Regions from separate parts of the Mus musculus genome. Here all the other regions are linked to region 1. A link is a contact called in public Hi-C and promoter capture Hi-C data. All regions are on one chromosome and are shown on one strand. The core of a region is the stretch at or near the end of the contact, and the rest is flanking DNA. Distances in the headings are between cores, read along the strand shown. Region 1 holds the start of Cox16 (cytochrome c oxidase assembly protein 16). Region 2 holds the start of Rdh11 (retinol dehydrogenase 11). Region 3 holds the start of Rad51b (RAD51 paralog B). Region 4 holds the start of Zfyve1 (zinc finger, FYVE domain containing 1). Region 5 holds the start of Dcaf4 (DDB1 and CUL4 associated factor 4).

The links. Promoter capture Hi-C pulls out the DNA fragments that hold promoters and counts their contacts. A called contact is a pair of places that touch in the nucleus more often than the background predicts.
Region 2: a contact with region 1 is called in a promoter capture Hi-C map of pre-B cells, with 2.7 times the contacts expected there. The contact joins the promoter of Rdh11 here to the promoter of Cox16 in region 1.
Region 3: a contact with region 1 is called in a promoter capture Hi-C map of pre-B cells, with 4 times the contacts expected there. The contact joins the promoter of Rad51b here to the promoter of Cox16 in region 1. A contact is called at or near these places in 2 of 39 promoter capture datasets (hippocampal neurons and pre-B cells).
Region 4: a Hi-C map of B cells shows a contact between it and region 1, with 5 read pairs. The contact joins the promoter of Zfyve1 here to the promoter of Cox16 in region 1.
Region 5: a contact with region 1 is called in a promoter capture Hi-C map of pre-B cells, with 5 times the contacts expected there. The contact joins the promoter of Dcaf4 here to the promoter of Cox16 in region 1. A contact is called at or near these places in 2 of 39 promoter capture datasets (liver and pre-B cells) and 1 of 9 other capture datasets (adipose tissue).

Annotation. Positions count from the first base shown.
Region 1 is chr12:81,483,382-81,486,805 of GRCm38.p6, reverse strand. It overlaps Cox16 (cytochrome c oxidase assembly protein 16), which reads left to right and starts at 1,669. Exons shown (of 4, transcript NM_001309809.2): 1 at 1,669-1,909. The coding sequence starts at 1,841. The region is part of intron 3 of Gm20498 (predicted gene 20498); the gene reads left to right.
Region 2 is chr12:79,190,255-79,193,678 of GRCm38.p6, reverse strand. It overlaps Rdh11 (retinol dehydrogenase 11), which reads left to right and starts at 1,824. Exons shown (of 7, transcript NM_021557.6): 1 at 1,824-1,953. The coding sequence starts at 1,889.
Region 3 is chr12:79,295,375-79,298,798 of GRCm38.p6, reverse strand. Rad51b (RAD51 paralog B) reads right to left here and starts at 1,517. Exons shown (of 11, transcript NM_009014.3): 1 at 1,467-1,517. Zfyve26 (zinc finger, FYVE domain containing 26) reads left to right here and starts at 2,517. Exons shown (of 42, transcript NM_001008550.1): 1 at 2,517-2,573; 2 at 3,027-3,322. The coding sequence starts at 3,129.
Region 4 is chr12:83,595,327-83,598,750 of GRCm38.p6, reverse strand. It overlaps Zfyve1 (zinc finger, FYVE domain containing 1), which reads left to right and starts at 1,529. Exons shown (of 12, transcript NM_183154.4): 1 at 1,529-1,754.
Region 5 is chr12:83,518,974-83,522,397 of GRCm38.p6, reverse strand. Dcaf4 (DDB1 and CUL4 associated factor 4) reads right to left here and starts at 1,932. Exons shown (of 14, transcript NM_030246.2): 1 at 1,781-1,932.

The DNA of each region.
Region 1 (3,424 bases), core at 420-2,919:
GTGGCATCAGAGAGACAGAGGCAGAGGCAAAGGTTTTCTCTGTCTCTTCCTGGAAAAGACAAGGCAGGTGTTTTGTTCATCCAAACTATCATACTTTCTAGTTTGTGTCCCTATTAGATGACCTGTTTCTTCTTTTTTGTTTCTGTGTTTCTTGACTCATCCAGAGGCACACAAACAATGAAAAACAAGTGTTCATTCATTAAGTATAGGACTTCATGAAATTCGCAGGCAAAAAAAAAAAAAAAAAAAAAAACCTAGACTATATCATCTTGAGTGAGGTAATCCAGTCACAAAAGAACACACATGGTATACACTCACTGATAAGTGGATATTAGGAAAAAAAGCTTGGAATATTCATGATACAACTTATACAGACCATATGAAGCTCAAGAAGAAGGAAGACCAAAGTGTGATGCTTCAGTCCTACTTAGAAGAGGGAACAAAATAATCATGGGAGATAGAGGGTGGGAAGGTTGGGAGGAATAAAGGAAGGGGAGAAGAAAAAAAGGGGGGGCAGGGTCAGGTGGGAAGAAACAGGGGAGATGTACAGAGCCAGGATCAGGGAACTGAACAGAAAGGTGTGTTGCAATGGGAGATGAACAGGAGGTAGCCAACAGAAGGTCCCAGACACCAGGAAAGCAAGAGGTTCCCAGGACCCAATGGGGATGACATTAGCTGAAATACCCAACAAAGGGGAGGGAGAACCTGTAGAGACCATATCCAGAGGTTAGACATGACCCCCAGTTGAGGGATGGGGCCACCCACTTTTCTCAAAAATTTTAATCCAAAATTGCTCTTGTCTAAAGAAAATATAGGGACAAAGAGTGGAGTAGAGACTGAAGGAAAGGCCATCAGAGACTGCCCTACCTGGGGATCCATCCCATATGCAGCTACCAAACCTATTGTTGATCAATACCCATACAGCCATCACTATTGCCGATGCCAAGAAGTGCTTGTTGCAAGGAGCTTGATATAGCTGTCTCCTGAGAGGCTGTCAGAGCCTTACCTATACAGATGTGGATGCTCACATCCAACCATCGGACTGAGAACAGGGACCCCAATAGAGGAGTTGGGGAAGGACTTGAAGGAACTGAAGGGATTTGCAACCCCATAGGTAGAACAACCAATCAGATTCCCCAGAGCTCCCAGGGACTAAACCACCAACCAAAGAGTATGCGTGGAGGGACCTATGGCTCCAGGTGCATTTGTAGCAGAGGATGGCTTTATCTGGTATCCATTGGAGGAGAGGCCCTTGGTCCTCTGAAGGCCTGATGCTCCAGTGTAGGAGAATGCTAGGGCAGTGAGGTGGGAGTCGGTGGGGGAGCACCCTCAAAGAAGCAGAGAGTAAGGAGTAGGATAGAGGGTTTGCGGAGCAGAAACCGGGACGGGGGATAGCATTTGAATTGTAAATAAATAAAATAATAAAAAATTTTAAAAAGTTCAGTTACAACTGATGAGCCACGACTTAAAATGTGTTCATTAACCTGGTGCTACTTGTGCATTAGCTTAAAAACCAACCCCGCCCTTTATCTGAGTTTCTTGAGTCGCAGAAGTCAAGATCCAGAATATGCGAATTACAGATTTTCCAAATCGAAAAACCCAATTGCACCCGGCGTATCCTGAGGTCACGGAACCAGAGCTCAGAAGCCTCGACTTCCGGGGGAGGGAGGAAGCAGAAGTGCGTTAAGGCCAATCGTTTCCGTTTGCCTCGGGGAGGCTTATCAGGCGTGGACCTGGCACCCAAAGCCTGCGCTGAGTCTACAACTTCGCCTGAGACGTGTTGCGGGCCGCGCTGGGCTCGCTCTGGAAGCGGCTGACTAAGCAGGCCGCACCTTCTGCCATGATTGCGCCCGCTGTGTTGCGAGCTCTGCGTAAGAACAAGACTCTACGCTATGGAGTTCCCATGTTGGTGAGCGGCTGTGACGGGAGCAGGGGCTGCGAGTCCGGAAGGGGCGGGCCCTCTTTGGCTGAGTGGCGTATTGGTGCTGTCTTTCGGATACTGCTGACTAGGGGGTCTGTGGGAGCCACCGGAGCTTTGAGGTTTTTGTTTTTGTTTTTAAGTTCACGCTCAAAAGTGTACCTCGGGTCCCGCCATCCCCCACCCCCCGTTTCCTTTCCCTTCGTGAACGCGCGTGTTACTATCCCCGTTTTACAGTACCTTTCCTGGGTTAAATGTTGAGATTTTGCAAGAAGACTAATCAAATGTCTTCTTTAATAATTACATTCATTTGTAGTAATTATGTTCATAATTTGTTGTTTGATCATTGTTAAGTTAATTTGCTTTAGCATATTACGATATAAAAGAAAATAAACAAAAACTTTTAAAAATACAAGACATTTTTCTTGGTGTGGTTCTTGGCACGTGTGAAGTGCCTTTTGTATTTAAGCACTGCTAAAAGAAAGGTTGATTTTAGAAACGTAATATGTTTTTTTAAGTCGTCTTTGATGTGTCTGGATCTTGTTTTGATAATTAGGGAACTCTGCAATCTGCTTTAAGAGTTTTGGGGTAAGCGTTCGTTTTTATAAAATGACAGCAATTTACAAGGCATATATAAATTTTTTTATTTCTGCAAGTTCCTCTGCCGTTCAAAATCACGGATGTTGCTACTGACTTACCATTTATCACTATGGGAGTCAATTTGATTTTCTTTCAAAATTATAAAAGTCAAGATGTTATGGAAAGAAAAAAAAAATCTCAGGGCTAGGCTTTCTATGTAGACTTAGCACCCTGCCCTATTTTCGGGGCTACCCAGCAGGAAAGAGGCTCCTTTACAAATGGAAATTCCTTTCTTGGTCAGTTTTTAAATGGTCCTATCAGTCTTATGAAGGCACACTCTGGAACTCTGTCTAGAAAAAACTCTTAAGCCTAATTTATTTTACAGATGCCCTTCCAGAAGTTAAGCAAAGAGCACTTTCTATGCCCAATTTGAGAAATCCTCCTCTGAGTTCTGGGTTTCTCCTCTTCTGTTTTATAACGCGCGCGCGCGCACACACACACACACACACGCGCGCGCGCGCGCGCGCGTGCACACACACACACAGCTAGCTAGTCGTTCATTTCTGTTTGCTTTATGCACATACATGTGTGCAAAATAGCATTCTTTTTTATTTAAAATTACTATATAGATTTAATAGATAAGCACTGTGTTTACACCCTTTTCATCCCTACCTCTCCCCCGCCAACTTCTCCTGTGATTCCTTTCTCCCTTTCAGTTTTATGACTTTTAAAAATTAAAATTGTTACATGTTAATTATATATATGTGTGTATATATATAAAATTATATATTATATGTATGTATAAAAGCAGCCATTTTGATTTAGTCTTATGTATCCCAAATAGCATTTTTTTTAAAAGTAGCTAAGAATATTTTATATGTATAATTGTTAAATACAAATTTTTATTGTGGCTGCTGTTTACCTAGA
Region 2 (3,424 bases), core at 575-3,074, 2.3 Mb after region 1:
TTTGGGGAGTCCAGTTTAAGACACTCTCCTGCCCCCTAGTGGCCTCGTAGAAAGGCTTTGCAATCTCTGTGAATCCTGGTACTCAGAGACTGCAGGAACTCACAAATTTGATACCAGGTCTTGGGGACTGAAATGTTGAGAATCGTTCCTTTGCTAGCCTGGGATAGCAGATGTTGCCTGTCCACCCCCCCCCCCCGCCTTGGTTTTTCCCCAAGGTATGTTACATCATTTTGGCAGAGCTGCACTTTCCTCACAGACATTTGATATCTCATCTGGTCTAACTCTCTGAGCAAGGCATAAGTTGCCAAACAGCAAGTTTCTTCATCTGGGGCAGCTATGAGCAAGTCATCAATATGCTACTAGAAAGTTATCTGGGTGTGGGCCTGCCTGTATGTATATGTATATGTGTATGTGAATGTGTATATAAATATATGTCTGTCTGTCTGTATATGTATATGTATATGTGTATATGTATATAAGTAAGTATATATCTGTCTGTCTGTCTGTCTGTCTGTATGTATGTATGTATGAAAAATGGTTGGAGCCTTGCTCTATCTGTCACATGTGTGAATGTATGTGTGTGTGTTTATAATTCTTCCCCACCACCCCCTCTCTCTTTTCTTTCTCACTGATCCCCAAAGAGTTGTCTCAAGAAGGCTGAAGGTTGAAGCAGGAAGGAGAAAGCTGCAGCTTTGACAACTCCTGAAGCAGTACTTCACAGCTGTCTGTGTCACCTCTCAGAGACTACACCAGTTTATTGTAGAAATACTGTTAAACATGTATAAAATGAATAAGAAACAGAATACGTAAAAGACTTTTTTCTTTGAGCTGTGAGCTGCTCTCTACATACTAGACACTAAGAAAGCGTTAAATGCTGATGATTACTAGATAATCCAATACTAAATCTGTAAGAATATGTCTTCTTCCCAGGTGCTATACAGTATATGGCTCCAACTTGACTGTGGAACAGGTATCTTCCAATGAATGGAAATTAATTATGCAAATGAACCAGAAACTGAATAGTGAAGGTGGGAAACCACAGACAATGACTTTTAAAACTTGTTAAACATGATAACTCATGTTTATCCCCATGAGGTACACCTCAAAGGAAAGAAAAGTTTGAACAGGGAGTTTGCCTTTTCCCAAAGAAATGTTCCTGGCCTTAGTTCAAGACGGGATTAAACTCTTTGACAAAGTGATAAAACCAACTGTGCCAATCTGAGAAATGCATTGTTTCCTTGAAGAGTAATACATGATATAGTCATCCAAGAAACTATTTTATTATCAAATAACAACCAAGGGCTTGGGAAATTATGAAGGATACTATCATAGATCGAAGTACACACAACCGTGACTCTCTAGGAGGTCTTAACTTGCTTTGCCCCATAGGGCAAAGGTCATCTCTGAGGAAGGACATCTTCCGCCACACCAACTGTCCGACTAACGGCTCCTGCCCTTTGTAATTAACCTCAGAATACTTTCCAGACGCTGTCTCCCAGACAAAATGTAATTTCCTAATAATGATTGGGGAAAATTGAACCAAACACTGGACTTGGGCTCCAGGAGATAGCAAACCCGCGAGACTTCCAAAGAGTCAATTAGTGGCCAGAGGAGTGGTAGAAGGGCTGGCTCAACGATCCCACAGGCCTAGGCCCTGGACCACTGAAGACCATTGCTCCACGGTTGTGTTATTCAACTTTTCATAGTGCTTGGAAGTATACTCTGAATGTATCACCGCCAGGCGGCCGCCAAATCCAGGACTACATTTCCCAGAGGGCTTTGCTCCCTGGCGGTTGCAGTTGAACCGGGGTGTGTCTAGGATCAGAAGCCATAAGTCCCGCTGTCCTCTTTAGAGCATCAACTTCAACTGCGCTTCGGTGGTGCTGAGATGTTCGGATTCCTGCTTCTGCTCTCTCTTCCCTTCATCCTGTACTTGGTCACGCCAAAAATCAGGTCTGTGCGAATGTTGCTTTTTCTTGCCAGGTCTTTTAGAGAAGATAAAAAATCCCTACTGAAGCCCTCTCCCTAGCCCCCGTAAAGAAAGACTAGGAAAGGACTGAGAAGCCCTTTAAGGTAGCAAAGATCTGGAGTTTACTGGACTGTAGGCGAGATCCTGGTGCCCTGGATGTGGGCACGGCCAGACGTCAGACCCCAGGTGGTCGTAAAAGCGCTCCAGGTCTCCATCATCCTGTATTGCTCTTTCTGGCCTACCTTATTTCCTCTAGCACTATTTGCTCTCTAGCTTCGGGAAGCCGCTGAGTATGGCGGGCTTTAGATTCTAACTGTTTTCTCCACTCCCAAGCTTTGAACCAGCCTTTGTCTAACTATTTGTCTCCAGCCCTTGAGGTACTACAGGAGGGTTGCACTTTTTGCTCTCTGAACCCGATGCCAATGTTATCTGGGGCATGCTTCCTTGTTGCCGTTATTCACTTGTTTAGGTGTTTGTGACAACTGAAGGGGAAGATTCATTGTCCTTCGGAGTAGGAACACGTGCTTGTTTGCCCTAATTAGATTACTAGGAGCCAGGAGAAGAACCACGTGGTCAAAGGATGGTTTCTTAATTAAGTGTCAGGTCAGCCCAAACCTGGAGGTGTGTGTAATCACCTGAGAATCAGCGGCAGGCTACCACAAGGGGCAGTCCACTGATTGGTTCTGAGTAAGTCACCAGGAGTGACGGTGGACCAGTAATAAACGCCACCTTCTTTCTGGGCGTGGCCATAGTTCCTATTGGAGCTGAGGCTGTGCCATCCTTCTGTCATTTCTTACCATGACCAACATTTTTTCTTCCAAGACCTACTTCCCACTCTTTTTGCTTTTTCTTCTCTCTCTGGTGGCTACTTTCATTTTTCCCCTCTCCTCTCTGAATACTTACAGCTCCCATAAGTAGGCACACATGGGCCTTGTACTCAGGTAAAAACTTGGGTTTCTTTTTACCACAAGATCTTCATATCCATATAGAATCTCAACAAAACATGAACCGGAGCTACATCCAGTGAAATGTGTCTTAGAAGCGAGCACTCTAAGGACTCTACTATCCCCGTTGGAGCCAGCATGGGAGAGTGGGGCCAGAGCTGCGCTTTCAAAGTTGATTTCTTGTTTTCGATGATGACAGAGGAAGGAGGAAGAGCCAATTCCTGGTCCCCAGGATTTGTCAGTGTTGAAGTTCAGTCTGAAGGGACGTGAGACACAGAGCCAGGGGCCTTGATCGCTGAGGAGAGAGAGGTTCCTTTGGGTACCACAAGTTAGTTTGTCTTAAGTAGTGGCTGCTTGCAGATAACAAGTTTAGTGGAATGGTTGAAATGCTCCTTAAAAACGCACTTCTGAGTCAACAGATCCTTTTAGTCCTAAAATTGAGAAGAGAAGAGGAAAATCTGAGGGTTGTGTTTGTGCTTCATCCATTTGGAAAGGCCAGCAAAGCCTACGC
Region 3 (3,424 bases), core at 268-2,767, 2.2 Mb after region 1:
ATAACATCATATAACGAATAAATTCAGACCCTCAAACAACAAAAACAAAAAACACCTACAACCCCAAATTACAAAGACCTTAGCAATAATCACTCTGATTTAACAGTACCACTCTCACTACTTGCCCTCGATTCTGCTTATGGCTTCAAGTTTTTTCCCTACTCTCCCAAATATAATATAAACTCTCCAAATATAACATTCTCTATTCATTTGTTTCTTTCACCAATATTAAGCACATGCTATGCTAAGCTTATGTCCTCCCTTTTGCATACTTACAATTGAAGAATGAAGAGACATATATTCAAGTAACTACATTTATGTGACAGGTATTGTAGTTGCTATGTGCACGTGCTACTGAGATAGACAGGGAGAAGTCTCGAATTGGTCTGAAAAAAATTAGGTTGCATGTCACAATCCTACTAAAAGTAGTTCCCTTAAAAGTTAGTTTCATTGCTTAAAATGCTTCATGGGACCATCATATGACAACTTCCAAACTTTTATGATCAATCATATTTTTTTTCAACTTGAAAAGGGCATCTCTTACTTAGCTCTTGTCTTTCGAGCAAAGTTGTCCTCATGTGTAAAACAACGGTGATTCTAATTTCTACTCCAGAGCTGGTGCATAACGCTCAAGGTAGGCACTCATTATAGACATGTGATTCTTCTAACGTGACTATCCACAACGTTAGGTTAGGTTACTCAAACACATATTTCTCCACACAAACCCTTCGCCAACCAGTCACTTCCTCTCGAGTGCTATCTCCACACTTTGCACTTATTTCTTCCTTAATCTGATCTGTGCGTTATTATAGTGTATGCTTTTCTTTCTTCCTGATGTGTGCGTAAGCGCGTACGAGACAGAGGAGACAGCATCTCAGACTGAATTTCTGTTAGGCGCTCAATAAAAATAGTGAAGCAACAAAACCCAGCTATTTTGAGGAGGCTGAGGGGTTAATTTATTTATTGGGCCATTATTATGCGCCAGACACTAGTTTTAAATGCTTCGGATGTTTTTAATAAACACACGAACTAGCCAAGGGATCGAGCCAACATTCGAATCCAGAGATCTGACTCCAGATTCCGCGCTCTTAACACCACAAGTTTGACAGTCCCTAAACTTGCCCGGATGCCTAATTTGCCCAAGAGCGGAGGAAGAAGTATCAAGAGTTAGAAAACCTGACGCAAAACTTCCTAATAAAACAGAGCACCTTACAAGCATCACTCGCCTCCCTAGAGGAAGTCGGAAGCTCCAGGACCCCGTCCGGGTTCCAGGGACGAGCCCCGTTACAGAGTACGTGCTCAACACGCAGGACTCTCCGCGACCCCGGTATCAACAGCCACAGGCTCCAAGAGGGAGCACAAGATAATGAACACACCTTCCTCCCCACAACTGCCCCCTCAGAAAACTCCAGTACCAGGTCAGCAGCGTGGAACTTTCAAAGTTTCCCCCACCCTCACACAATTACCCGCGAAAAGTGCGAGCAGCAACATCTGGGGCTCTGGTTGGTTGGTACTCTGGCGACTTATCCAATCAGAAGCAGGAAAATCTCGGGTTAGCCCAGCTGTATTTTGGGAATTGTAGTTCAGTCTCGAAGGTTAATCTAATTAAATTTTTCCTTTGTAGTGATTGCTTAAATCGAGGAGCGGAACCTTTCAAGACGAATGTAGAGGAGGGAAAACCCTGACTGGAAATTCTTTTCCTCAGTGAATCGCATTTTAAAGTTATTTCCTGGGCCAGAGAAGGTTCTTTTGGGGGGCTGAGGGGTTGGAAAAAGGGTGGGCAATATGCCCTATTCCCGTTTTGGGATGAGAGTTTTGTGTTTCCTTTGCACTGTTCAACACATTTAGATGGTGAAAATGTCCGGGAAATACTAACTAAAGCGTCTCAAACTAAAATACATTGAAAAAGAACCACTCAGTTTAGTTGAAAAAATAAAAGAAGTCAAGTAGGTTTCGTATTTAAAACAGCTGCGTTAAGAAAAACTAATAAACTTAAGAACTGACTTGATTACATGATTTGTGAAAAGCCTTTGCTCACTCTTTGTTTTCGTTTGCAACTCCTTTGTACCGACCTCAGTCTTTCGATGGATATATAATTATATATGATATACACACGATAGAATTAGATAGAATAATGATACAGGAAGATCCAGAATTCCTGTGGCTAACCTATCATCTATCACTGGTTGGCACGGAGAAAATGTTGACATCAAAAACAAAACAAAACAGTGGCGGGTACGGAGCGTGGAACACAGATATTCCTGGCCCCAGCTCCCCCGAAATGAATAACTGTGGATGTTGCGAGAAGGAGCAATCATAATTAGGGAGAGTCCTCAGTCCTGTAGCTAGCGGATCTAACTCTTCCTTAGAGTCCCCGTAGCAATCAGGTGGCATCACGTGATTCAAACAAACACGGCACTTGATTTGCATCTTGCTTCTCCTGAGCCAATAAGAGTGGCGCTCTCTTTCGTCATCGCCGCCCGTTCCACCACTCTTCGCAATGGGACTTGTCACCTGACCGGGATCAAACATGGCTGCTCTGGACGGGAAAATGCATTCGACTCCCGGAGCAGGTGAGTGTAAGGCGCAGGGAAGATTGCGAGGGTGCTGTCCACGACCCCGCTAGGGGGAGCATCCCTGTCCCCCAGCCTCCCGGCTCCACAGTTCAGTCCCAGATTGATCCCCTAATCTTTAGCCTCTGTCTTAACAGAAGGCTCTAACCAAGGGAGTTTTCATCCTTACCAAGGCATCCACCAACCTAGAGATTTGTAGCCTGACAAAATGTTCAGGAGGGAATGCGGAAGTAAATGTATGTGTCTGCACCCCAGGCTAGCAAAAATATTAAGATTGTTATATGTGAGGTCTGCGGTAGAAGATGAGGTACACCCCTTAGAGAAAGAGACGGCTCTCAAAAAGAGATAGTAACAGGTCAAATTAAACCCAAAACAGTCATTAGAAAAGTAAGTTCTGCCGTTTCTTTTCGGGCCAGCAGCTGGTGGTTCATCTAAAGTTTCGTTTCTTCTCAGCTCGTGTGGTGTTTCTAGGGGGTACTTCACGGATGAGAAAATTGAGAATGTATTTCGCGTAACGCCTCTATTTTCTATCTACCTGCACTCTGTGCTGGGAAAATGAGTTACCCATTTGGGAAAGAGGAAACCGCTACAGAGGAGGAACTTTTTGAGTTTTTCTGTGAGTGCCTGCGGAGGGGAGACTGGGAGTTGGCACAAGCATGTGTACCTCAACTACACCGGGGACAAGGAGAGATCCCCCAAAAGGTGGAGGACATACTACAGGCGCTGGTGCAGTGTCCCATTCTGCTAAGGTAAGCGATCCCCGCTCCTACCAGGATCTAAGAGAGGAAGATAGTGGTTCAGTGTTTGTACTCTAGTCTGTGTGTGTGTGTGTGTGTGTGTGTGTGTGTGTG
Region 4 (3,424 bases), core at 280-2,779, 2.1 Mb before region 1:
AATAATGCCTAAGATTGACCTCTGGCCTAAACACACCCTTGACTCATGTGCATATGTACCAGCACCCATATGCACACACACAAAATAAAACTTAAAATGCTAAATGTTTGTTCCTATCAAACCCCCATTTTTTATGGTGCTGGGGCTCAAACCCAGGGCCTTGTGTATGCCAGACAGCCAATCTCTTTTGAGGGACACACATAGACCAATATATTTACTTTATAAGCAAGGTTATGAAATAATCTGGCAAAGCTACACACAGCCACAGAGGCAGTCTTAGGGATAAAACCTTTGTCATGCCAACCAACCTCAGGCTTATTTAAAACTTGTTAGCTTAACTTTTATAAAATCCCTTCTTCTCCATACACCATCTTATTTCTGGTAAACACTTTTTAATGTGATTGTAGATGGCTTAGTTCTTATTATCCTGGTTGGTGATGTGGTACAGGTAAAAAAATAAAAAGTTCATCCAGGTTTGCCGCTGTTGGCTCTGTGTCATGAAGAGTTAATTTTCAGCAATATAATCCGTATACATAGCTCATTCACTATTTTGTAGATTTGGCTTAACTATTGATCTAATTATGTCCTGAGATCTATGAGTGTCCTCTTGAATCAGAAGATGAGGTCTTATCCAGTGTTGTCAATAATTTGCTGTGTACCTTGGCAAGTAACCTAACCTTAGTTTTCTCTCTCAGGTTAACCATTATCAAGATAAAAATCATATGTTAAGATTGGCAGAGCCATCAGAAATTACACAGCAAAATTCCTTTATTTTATGGAAGGACTGAGTGATTTACCCTACCAACCTATGTAGTTAGTTTTCCTAGGCATTACAGACCAGTATCTTTTCCATGCATTGTATTTTCTCTCAATATTGTCTCAAGAAATAAATGAGAAAAAAGTGAAAGTACTAAACAAATATAAAGCTATTATTAAAAAAATCAGACAATAGTATTACAGACACTGTTATCTTAAATTTTATTGGAGTGTGTACTGTAACTATTCTGCACAATATAAAAATTAGAAGTTATGATGTCTATGTATGGAAAAAGGCAGAAAAGGAATAAGGCTGGAACAAAATTAACAGTTGATTAACTTTGAAGGGAAAACAAAACAGCCTCAAGCATAGTAATATCCTCTCAATGTTTACTGGTATTTTTCCACTTTGAGCATTTCTGAAGGAAAGATGTACAATAATAATGTGCCGTGCCATTTCCTGGTTATATAGAACATCATATCTTTTGTTTAATTTACAATACTCCTTCCCGGGCCACTGCCCTAAACTAGTCGCTGCAACCTGCAAAAACCTCAGCCCCGGCCGAGACTCTAAGTCCCGAAATGCTTTCAGGCTTGTCTGTCCCGCCTATTCGCAACGACGATGCTTCCATCGGGAATTGTAGTCATGTGGAGCTTGTATTTCAGGGCTGTAGGGCAGAACGACAATCCCCCCAAAACTACAACTCCCAAAAGGCCGCAAGCGCCCTTCCCGCTCCCCGTCGTCGCGCTCCGCCCCTGGCCGCTCCTCCCTAGCTGGGCTGCGCTGTTCATGCCTTCCTGTTGGTCTGAGCTGGGAGAAGTTCACTCTGATCAGCTGATTCCAACTGACAACAAGAGAGGAGGAAGCCTGGGAGGCAGCAGAGGAGGAGGGGGCGGAGATGGAGCTGAGGATGGATCCGCCGGGGCCCTAGAGCAGCCCGGGTCCTGTCGGCAATCCGCGTCCCCCACACCGCCTTGCCTTGGCCGAACTGCTCCGGGTGGGCTCTGTGGGCCGCGGCGGAGAGGGCGGGGGCGCCTTGGCCCAGCCCCGGGCGAGTGCTGGTCCCGGGGCTCCCTCCAGTCGCTCCTAGGAGGAAGGGGGGACGGGTGCGGCTCGAGTGGGGGTGGGGTGGCATAAACAATGGATTCGGCTCCGGGATGTGCGGGTTTGTGTGAAATTTGGGGGGCCTTCTTTGTTCTTCGTCTCCGCTGCCACCCCTTGGGTTGTGGTGGTGGTGTCCGGGAGCAAGGTGGGTGAGGGACCCTGGATTGGAGAGAGGCGTCGAGGTTTGGGGGGGGGGGGTTTGCTCCGAGTGGCATATTGTTTGCTTGGCCTGGTGGTGGTGAGGGTCAGCTGTTCTTTTGAAGGTTGGTTTTCTGTTTTTCTTAGTAGTGACAAGTTTTGATTTTTGTTTCCCTTTTGGGAGCTGACTGGACACGTCTGAGGTTAAGGTGAAAATAAGGTCCCCTGGTTACTCCCTTGCCTTGTTTATCTGAAGATCAGATGGATAGATTGGCTACTGAAAGGGAGGAGTGAATATCTGAAAGGAGGACTTTACACTTGGTTGTGCTCTTGGAATAGGAGGCAAAGGTAGGGAGAATTAGGAGTGTAGTTACGTTAGTGACCCAAAACCCCCTTTCCTGTCTTCCCAAGTTTTTGACTTGGTTTGTTTTGTTTTAAGTGTTTGAGTGACAAGAGAAAATGAGTTGTTTTGACTCACTGTAGGGCCTGGCTCTACTGTGCGCCTAAGTGCTGGAATTCTGCCTCCTGTTGCTGCCGGTTCTCTTCCTCTGTAGAGAGGAGGCACAGGAGGAAGCTCAGTAGTTGTCTTACTGTTTTTGAAAATGAAGTTGGGACTATTGTTGTCAATTTTAGAGTCCTTACTAGACCTTTGCTCGACTAGAGCTGAGAGAGTCCATTTTATAAGGATAATTGGGTTTGTAGAGGTCTTTGAGGGTGGTGTGAATTTATTGTTACAATATTTTTCTTAGCTTTTTACAGACCTCCTTTTCCATTTCTCATATATAAGGAGCAGGTGCAGAGGGCTTAGCCTCCTAAAAGCTGTCTGTTTAGTGATTTTGAATCAGAGCTTAATGAAATGAGAAGAGCATTTTACCAACAAACCAGCAAAATCTTTAAGAAGCTCTGGGTCTAGAAGTGTTTTGTTGTTACACATATTTGAGACAGGGCTTCTCTGTGTAGCCCTGGCTGGCCTGGAACTCACAGAGATCCACCTGCCTCTGCCTCCCTTGTGCAGGAGCCTCTAGGCTGGTTTTTGTAGTTAGTTTAGTAGCCAGGCTTCAGCCTTTTTTTTTTTTTTTTTTTTTCTTTCTTTTTTCTTTTTTTGGTTTTTCGAGACAGGGTTTCTCTGTGTAGTCCTGGTTGTCCTGGAACTCACTCTGTAGACCAGGCTGGCAGGCTTCAGCCTTTTGAGTGCTAGGATTTACCACCATACCCAGCATGGCAGTTGATTTCAGAAGGGAGATCCTTAGCCATGATTTTGAGATGACATTTCTAGTCCTAGAAGAAGCCACTGTAAGTTTTATAAGCAAGAATGAGGGTTCTCTCTGGGTTTGGCCTAGCAATTAGGTGCTCCTTTTTGTTTGCTCAGTTTAAGGTACACTTCTGGTTTTTTTCCCCAGATGAGTAAAATCTTCTTTTTCTGCT
Region 5 (3,424 bases), core at 683-3,182, 2.0 Mb before region 1:
CCCTCCCTAAAATCCACAGGAGAGCCGGGCAGTGGTGGCGCATGCCTTTAATTTCAGCACTCGGGAGGCAGGAGACAGGCGAATTTCTGAGTTCGAGGCCAGCCTGGTCTACAAAGTGAGTTCCAGAACAGCCAGGGCTATACAGAAAAACCCTGTCTCAAAAAAACAAAAACAAAAAAACAAAAATCAGGGGCTGGTGAGATGGCTCAGCAGGTAAGAGCATCCGACTGCTCTTCCAAAGGTCCTGAGTTCAAATCCCAGCAACCACATGGTGGCTCACAACCATCCGTAATGAGATCTGACTCCCTCTTCTGGTGTGTCTGAAGACAGCTACAGTGTACTTACATATAATAAATAAATAAATCTTTTTAAAAAAAACTGAAAAAATAAAAATCCACAGGAGACCCAACTCCACAAAGTTGCCCCCTAACCTTCACTTACACACATACATTATACATACACACAAATACACAACCATAATAAGCTAACCCTACTACACAGCATGGAAACCGAGGCTTATAGAACTAACAATACCTGACTAACAAAGTCGCATTAGAGATACAGGAGCATCCTGCACTTGTAGGCTCCATCAGCCAAAAGACACCACCTCGATTACTTTCCACTGTTATCGACAACTGGATTTCCAGGTCGTGGGATTTTTGTCTTCTCCGAGTAGCTGACTTGGAGTTGTTAGTTGTTTTGTTTTATGTTTTTCTTCTTACTGCCTTGCTCCACACACAAGGCTGTGTCTGGTCATCCAAGGTGGAGGGAGTTGTGGCGCTCCCCAAAGTCACTAGAACTGGTGTGGAAAGGCTTCGTTTCTCACTAACACCCATCTTACTGTGGCAGGGAATGGAGGCTGGTCCACATCTGGGCTTCCTAACTTTTCCAAATACCAGCCTGCACACAACCTCAGGCAAGCCACCACGTAACCTCTCTTTCTGTGTCTTATAAAGATACCGCTAGGGTTGGAGAGATAGCTCAGCAGTTAAGAGCACTTGCTGTTCTTCAGAGTTCAGGAGCTCACAACGTCTCAAATTACAGTTTCAGGAGTTTGACACATTTGGGTCTCTTGGATCTTCCACAGACACATGTAAGCACACACACCCACATACACAATTAAAAATAAAAGCTCTTTTAAAAGGTGTGTGTGTGTAGATGTCTTAGTGGTTAAGAAAGCTGAGGACCCAGGTTCAAATCCTAGCACCCCGCAGGGCGGCTCACGATCATCCAGCTGGAGGAGATCTCACTGATCTCTTCTGGCCTCCCTGAACACCAGGCTTGTTCGAAGTACACTCATGTATGCACGCCAAATATCCACATACATAAAAGAAGCCTTTAAAAAAAAAAAAAGCAAAATCCCAGCACTTGGGAGGCAGAAGGCGGATTTCTGAGTTCAAGGCCAGCAGCCTGGTCTACAGAGTGAGTTCCAGGACAGCCACGGCTACACAGAGAAACCCTGCCTCGAAAAACCAAAAAACAAAAAAACCAAAAACATAAACTTCCAAAATTTATACCATAAAGTACTATTGGCCTCCTGGCCTCGTGTTTCTTCACAGCCCAAATTTCAACAGAGGCAGAGGTCTACTGCAGGCTGGACTCTGCAAGGGGATCCTGGGGACGCCGCAGGACTCGCCAGGTCCTGGCCCACGCCCACTCCGGCCTTGTATGGCACGCTCACTCCTCCTGCCTTCAGCCTTGCCTTCTCTGTCCTCTGCGTGGGTACAGCGGCACCCTCCGTCGGCGCCCAGATGCACGCCACGCATGGGAACAGCCTTACCTGCACAGATGGTCCTCTCAGCTACGACACTTCTGGGCTGGAGCACCCAGGGGCGTGCAAAGATCCGGAAAGACCCTCATGTTGTGTTGTCGCACCCCATAGGACTAAAGCGGCCGGTTCTTTCTTCTCATTGAATTAGGCTTCTGCCTGTCCATGTCAGTAGGGGCGGTCTTTACGGAGGGCGGGACTTAGGATTTCCGCCTTGTCCTGGTCGAGCGTGCCCGGGCTTGGCACGCTTAGGGGCGGGGTCTGATGCGCTTTGGGGCGGGGCTAGAGATTGCTACCGCCTCCTCAGAGTCCCTGGTACTCTCTTGACAGTGAGTCTTCCTTCTTACTGCGGATCATATCCCGAGAAATTTCTCTCGGCTTGGAGCTGGTACACAGGCCCGAGTTAACACTGATATGTGAGAGAGGGAAGATGATTGTTTTGTGGAAAGAGCAAAGGAGACTCTGAGGAGGAAAGCGAAAAAGACTTTGGGACGCAGTTGCCGGTGCCGGGAGGCTCCTTGAATCTAGGTCAGGTTGTTTCCTCCTTGCTATGTGACCTAAGGTGTGCTTATCACTTCTCTGGGCCTTAATTTCTTCCACTGTAACAAGAAAGTTGAACAAATATTGTCAATGATCTCCAGCCCAAAGTTTGTACAGGTAATATTTCTAGAATGGTACACGTGTGCCTTGGTCAGAAAACCACCCCAGAGTACCACTGCAAAGAAGACGGAGTTTGTAACAGGTCAGAAGTGATAGTAGTGAGAGCAGAATGGGTTCAAATAGGTCAGGCTAAGTGGGGACCACCAACAGCCTTGATCTTAATTGCATTTGGAGAACAGAATCCCTTCCTGAGATTCATTGTGTGCGGTGCTCGCCCAGGCTCCTGATGCTGGACCGCTAGAAGCTAGCTATTAGTGATCATAGATGTGGGCCTATGAAAACACTTCAGCCTGTAGCAAGTTTACAGACGTGTGCAGGGATATGCAGAGTGCTAGGTTCTGAGGGAAACGAGAGAAGTGAGCACTACTGCTTCCCGGAGCTTGAACTGCCAGAAAAGGACAAAGCAGACTTCAAAGAAGATGTGGCTGGAAGCCTGTTTCAGCTACTGGTTGGACTGGCTGTGAGGACCTTGGAATCTTTAGCAAAGTGGTTGAGGCTGGAGAACAGCCTCAGAGGCATGGAAAACCATGGGACCTCAGAGACTGGAGCCTTGTTGGGTAAAGCTGTGGGCAGATGGGAGACATAACAATAGGAGAATCTCTGACCTGAATTCTGGGAGGAGGAAGGCAGGATTTGTAAACTGAAGCCTTGAGGACCCTGGAGGACTGAGGAGGAGGGGGGAGGAGGAGGCGGCCATGGGAGGCTTGTGAAGGATTGGCAAACAGGCAGCTGACTGACCCCATTGACAGGATTCACTGAATTCCCACCATGGGAACTGGGTGGACACCAGTTTTGCCTTGGAAACCTGTAATATACACTCACTTCACAAAGGAACCATGGTCAGAAGCAAGTCAAGCGGCATGGCCCGACTCTGTTTTCTCTCAGGTAAAGTGAGGGTAGAAAGTAATGCTGAAAAAGGAAGTCCTGAAGAGTAAAGGCTATGTATGACCCCAAATCAGGTGCTTGGCTTATGGCTTCCAGTGACTAAGCAGCCAG